2 separate regions of the Macaca mulatta genome follow, and region 1 is linked to region 2. The links are chromatin contacts, called in public Hi-C maps. All regions are on one chromosome and are shown on one strand. Each heading gives the region's core, a stretch centred on a gene start, on an enhancer-like site or on the middle of the called end of the contact. The rest is flanking DNA. Distances are from core to core; before and after follow the strand shown.

Evidence for each region. Hi-C and Micro-C count contacts between places; a contact is called where the count stands out from the background.
Region 1: a contact with region 2 is called in a Hi-C map of fetal cortex germinal zone, with 2.0 times the contacts expected there. The contact joins the promoter of GNAI3 here to the promoter of GNAT2 in region 2. A contact is called at or near these places in 8 of 14 Hi-C or Micro-C datasets (CD4 T cells, blood, cortical neurons and 4 more).

What each region holds. Positions count from the first base shown.
Region 1 is chr1:130,656,521-130,659,608 of T2T-MMU8v2.0, forward strand. GNAI3 (G protein subunit alpha i3) reads right to left here and starts at 1,416. Exons shown (of 9, transcript NM_001265973.1): 1 at 1,146-1,416. The coding sequence starts at 1,263. GPR61 (G protein-coupled receptor 61) reads right to left here. Exons shown (of 3, transcript XM_028830637.2): 3 at 2,727-3,088.
Region 2 is chr1:130,584,041-130,586,936 of T2T-MMU8v2.0, forward strand. GNAT2 (G protein subunit alpha transducin 2) reads left to right here and starts at 1,252. Exons shown (of 9, transcript XM_015147829.3): 1 at 1,252-1,564. It overlaps AMPD2 (adenosine monophosphate deaminase 2), which reads right to left and starts at 1,210. Exons shown (of 19, transcript XM_077951953.1): 1 at 764-1,210; 2 at 1-281. The coding sequence starts at 27.

The sequences.
Region 1 (3,088 bases), core at 166-2,665, 73 kb after region 2:
TTTCTATTGCTTACAGAAACCCCTACTCCTACTTATTCATCTCTAATGGAAATACTACCCTAGAAAATACTAATAATGAAATGTGGCTTGATTTATTAGTAAGCTAATGCCAGGATTCTTTGTATGATTTACTGAGCCTCTCAAAAATTTTAAAACTCATGTTGAGTAAAACACATCCGACTGCACAAAAAAAGCCACTTAAAACGACTATCAGATAATATAAACAGTAATTCCTGAAACCAATGGTTTTGCTTTGAAGAGGCCAAAATGGATACAACAGCCACCAGAAGTCTACCACAGTCTTTACAGTAAATATGTCCAACTCTGTAACTTATCCTAAGGTAACTATTCCAACTGCACATCATCTATAGCAACTGTTCAGCACTCTCCAATGTGTAATCTCTTGTTCACTATATCTTCTGCTACAAACCTCAAACAAATCATTCTTTAAATTTCTTTAGCTCACACCATTTCCGATCCTTTTATAAAAACAGAAGGCGTTATAAAACCTTGAAAATAAAAATGATAGAAAGCGGTGGAAAGGTAGAGATGGCCTCTGCACCCAAACTCTTTTCCTTTATACTTGATAATTTGTCATTTATCTCGTCTACCTACCTTCATGTTCCTGGATAATCCAGGGTTCCTCCAACAGTTCAAAAGGCTCTCTCATTAACAAATGTCAACGTCCTTATGTGACCATTCTGTTCCAGTCTCTATACCATCCATTCAAGCCTCCTAGCTTTATCCTGCCAAAGAACCACGACGCTCCAATCTCACAAACCATTACCAACACGCTCCAACCCAATGTAAAACCTTCCCGAGTATCAACTCTTCCTTTATGAGCTTTTCCCATATTCCTACTCCCTCAATATCCTACCTGCCCATACTCCCAAGTCTCTCTGCTAAACGCAATTCCAGTCCGGAGTCACACCCTCTATAGCCTAATTCCCGCAACCCCAAAACCCCACCCCCCTCATCACGCCCTCTGGGGCCTCAGCTATGAACCCCAACACCCCGCCCCACACCCGGCACGCCCTCCAGATCCCTTTAGAGTCCTTTTCGTCGGCCCGACTAGACCCCGTTCAGGCCTTCCAAGCGCCTAGGCTCTCCCGACCACCACTCAGTCCCCGCCTCCAGCCCCTCACCGAGTAGCAGCAGCTTCACTTCTTTGGCCGCTTTTTCCCCGTCCTCCCGTAAGTTGCGGTCGATCATCTTGCTTCGCTCCACTGCCGCCTTGTCTTCGGCGCTCAACGTGCAGCCCATGGCGGCGGCGGAAGAGGGGACACCTGCCCGGGCTCACTCACACACCGCGGGAACTGCGGCTCGGCAGGTTAAGGTAGCGTCTACTGCTGGGCGGCGGCCCTCTCCGTCAGCTCCCTTAGCGCCCTGAAGAACCGGATATCCGGCGTTTACGACACTTCCGGCGACGCCCCGCAGCCTTCACTGTTTAAACCACTCTCCTCGGGGAGAGGAGTTGAGACCGAAAGCGGAAGTCACGGGGACCTGGCGGCTAGGTTGGGCGGCGGATCTATAGTTTCGAGGTTCTGTTAAGTTCACTGCCCGCCGTCCAACTTGAAGCCTCATTTACCTTTCGGCTACCTGATTTGGATAAATGGAGAAAAACCGGGGCCTCCAACAAATAATGCCCTCCCGCGTTCAAAATGCCAGTTTTGGGGCGGAGATGTCTAAATTAAAGCCTACATCCCGCGCGGGAATTTCTGCTGATAATTTCTCTGCTGTTAGAAAACTCCTTTGATCTCTTGCTCTGGAGACTCGGGGCCCCTACCCAAGTTTGGGACACTGCCTCTGTTGGGGTTGTATCGGATCAATGGAATGGGAACAAGCTGCCCGGCCTGGGCGCCGTTCACGTCTCACATCTGAGACCGTAACACCGACTGTGTTCAGGACCTTAGCAATATCTTTTTGCCCTCTCTGGCCCACTGACTCCTCTCAAAATGTCCCCTGGTCCTTATACCTTTCACGTTTTTTTGTGGGCTTGAGATTTGCTTAACTCCTATGTTGGCAAAAGGCCACATGAAATCACTAGCAGATACTCGATGACCTTAAAGTTAAGCCTGTAGTTCCTCCATAAAATTTCCATGCTGCCCTTCTCTCCAGTATAATTCATATCTTCCTACCTTAGGGTCTTAGAACTAAAACCAAGATAAGTCAACTTCAGTTCCACACCCTGAAACAAACCAATGCATCCTGTGAATCTCCTATTAAAATTTCCTGTTGCGATTACATACAAAAGGAGAAATTCTAGTAAAATTTGCCTCTCAGCCCTATTCTCACCTGAAACTTAAGTCCACTGTGAAAGCCCCAGGCCGATAGCATCTTTCACTAATAACCCTGGATACTGCGTGAAGGTAGTCGTAAATGAACTTTTCAGGCAAATAAGCCCATAATTACTATACATTCTAGGGAAGGGAACTCAGTCCCTAAAACCTTTCCCTGTGATTGTAAATTACTTTCTTTCTCTAATAGAATCTGAACTTGAGAATGTAAGGTCCCAACAGAGAGGGCTATATAGTGATGATTCATTAATTAGAAGGATTTAATTAGAGGATTAGAGCCACTTTAAAAAGCCTCGTCCACCATAACTCTTAGCAATGCCAATTCTTCAAGGTTTGAATAGTCCCCCAGTCATTCCCAAATGACTGTTAGAATGAAAGGGACCGCTTTTCCATTATCAATACTTTTGGGGAAAAAGGGCAAGAGGAAAGGGAAGTAAAACCAATATTTATTGAGTACCTATTTGCCAGATATGGCTAGGTGCTTCCACATCCCATCTCTTAATCCTCACAACAACCCTGTGAGGTAGGTAATAAAGATCCCCATTTTTACAGGTGAGGAAGTAGGCTCAGAGAAATTAAGCAGCTTTCCCAACTTCACACAGTGAGTAAGTAGATCTCTCTGACCCCAGAGTTACCTTTTTCTATCATGCCCCTCTACGATATTGCCTGGGGACACCTGACAACAGAAAGTCTAAGGTTTTCATCTAGGATTGGGAGTTACCCCAACACCAGCAGGATGCAGGAAAAAGTAACTGACCGGATGGTTGCCTCAATCTGTTGATTCTTCAGTG
Region 2 (2,896 bases), core at 2-2,501:
GAAGAGGCCCCGGCCACGATTTCTCATGTTGTCTAGGCAACCTCGGGGAGTGGGGCCTCCATCTCTGCCCCCTATCCCTCCCCTCCCTCCTCAGTCCCAGGAGTGACGTGACTGATGGTGGCTGGGCTTGGCGGGGGGCGGGGGAGGGAGTGGGTAGAAAAGAAGATGGGGAAGGGCCAGCCCCCAGCTCTCCACTAACCCACCAAGAGCCCTCACCCCATTATGCCAGGGCTCCAGGGCAAAGAAGCCAAAGTCCAGGCTAGCTGGTCCTTCCAGCTAGTCTGGAAGAAAAAAGAATAACAAATAGGAATTCAGCAGCGAGTGAGTCCAAGCTCAAACACAGTCCTCCCGGGGCAGGGCTGGCATACTCCGTGAAAACCCAGCACCCACTTTCCTTCCACATCTGACCCTCAGCTCCGGGGGTAGCTCAGCTCTGGGAGGAGGGGGAAGAACCGAGAATCCCAGCCCAGGAGGGAGGGGCCTGTCTTGGGAAAATTCCACCGTCGCCAAATAGCTACCTCCTAGGAAGGCAGGAAGGCCAGGAGACCCCCTTGTCTGGGGGTCTGGGACAGAGACCCTAGCCTCTTCGGATTTTTCCTCTGGCTCTGCACACTCTGGCTCTGCTCCCCAGGCCCTCGTAGGAAGAGCTGACCGCCTTCCCTACGTCCTGCCGCTGTGCTGTGACTCCCACCCTCTTGTCACCCTGGCCACAGCACTTCTCTGTCCCAGAGACCCTCCCTCCAACACACGTACACACACTCACCTGAAGCCATGGTGTCCGAGTTCCGAGGGGAGGCTGCCCACGAGGGTCTGCACAGCAGAAAGCCCGGGTCCTGAGAGAGGGCAGGGTGGTCGGGCCCCAGACTCCGGCCAAGTCACTCCAAGGGCCCCTGCCCTGGCACTGAGATGGGGAAAGTAAGGCAGTCTTTCAAAATTGCCAGCTGGCCGGAGGTGGACTCCCGCAGATCTCGGCAGCCAGACTGGCCTCAAGGCGACCCCGGTGTCGCGACCACCCAACCCCGCAATCGCAATCGAGAGACGGGTAGGCCACGTGCTCCCAAGGGAGCGGGACCCGGAACTCGTCCAGGTTTCTCGCAACACTCCCTGGGCATTCAGGGTCGGACTCCCGCGGCCGGACTGTGGGGGAGTCACGCAACAGGTGCGACCCCACGAAAATCTCGCCGGCTCCGCGCCAGGCTCTGCGGCCCTTGGCCCCGCCCCCGCCTGGCCCCGCCTCCGCCTGCCGACCCCGCCTCGCCATTTTTTTCTCTTCCTGGGCGCCACGTGGGCAGCCGCCACACCGCGGTAGGGCTGGCCTGAGCTGACCCTTGATCTTGGGGCAGTTTCGTGCGTCAGCTTCCTCATCCGTAAGATGGGGTAATGACAGTACCTCACTCAAAGGGGTTACTGTGAAGATTAAACGTAAAGTCCCTTTACCTAGTGCCTGGCACGAAGTCAGGGCCCAATGAAAGGTAGCTGTTGTTATCGTCCCAGGATTCATTTTAAGCAGAAGTCCTGCCCCTGCAATCTCACCTGGTCGTCTGTTTTCTTCCGGCCGGCATAGGTAGGAGGCTGTGCCCTGCAATTCTGGCTCCCCTTCCCACATTTCTGTATTTGGTGGTTAAGAGCTTTAACTCTAGCCAGAATGTCTGCGTTCAAATCCAGATTTCACCTACTTCCTGATACTGGACAAGTTACCTAACTTCTCTGTGCTTCTGTTTCTTCCGTAAAATGAGTGTAAGAGTACCTGCTTTATATGGTGGTTAAGATGAATGAGTTAATGTAAGTTAACTGCTTAGAACTGTGCCTGGCCTGTAGTTAGCACTTTTTTATTATTACCATTGCTTTAGCCTTGGCCTTGGTTCTCTATTGACACTCACAGGTTGATTCACTTACAGCCGTTCTGGGGTCTGCAGACATCCTATCCAACAAGCATCCCCACTGCCAAGGGGTAGAAAATCCGACCTAAAGGGAACTTGTGGAGGGAAGTCCCTAAGACTTCACTGAATATAATTAAATGCATTAGCAGGAATTAATCTCTTCCCTATTTTCCCTCTTGTGGGAGGCCTTTGCCCCCCAAACCCAGTTGTTCTAATGCTGTTTGTCTGGCTCCTCCCAGTTCTCACCACCCCCACAGCAGAGTTCCTTCCCAAACTCTGCCTGCCTCTTCTCTCCCCACGCTGGATTCTGGACTTTGAACCCTGTGCTCCACCTGCATCTGGTGCCACTTCCATTGATCCCTGTCTACTGTTCCCTGAACAAACTTAAAAAAACTTGGCCTCTTCACCTCACACAGAATCCATAGAACTAAAAAGAGAACAGAGATAACCAGGTTTACCTATCAAAATAGCAAAGACTAAAAAACAAAAAAACAAACACTAATGCAGGTGGCAAGGGTATAGTTAGTGAGATGGGAGACACACACACACGTACGTGTGCACACACATTACTGGTGGCCTTGAACACTGATATAATCTCTCTGAAAGCCATCTGGTAATATATAATCAAAAGTTTCAAAAAGGTTCTTATTATTTGACCCAGTAATCAATTTTCTGGAGTTTTTCTTAAAAAAGCTGCCAGAAAAATATGTATGCAAAAAGTTGCTCAGCACCACAATGTGTATTGCATAGGAAAGTTAGACACTTTAAAGGCCCAACAGTAGGGGAATGTTTATGGAAGATTCATACCATGAAATACAGCCATTAAAAATTGTTCTTGGAGAAATGTTTAATGATGTGGAAATGTTTACAATATAAAGTTAGGTAAAAGAATGGATGCAAAACACTATATACAGAATGGTCCTACTTATGTGATATACATGGGTAGAAAAGAAACACACCAACAAGTTTACCAATGATTATCTGTAGTGGTGGAATTATGGGTTATATTTTATTTA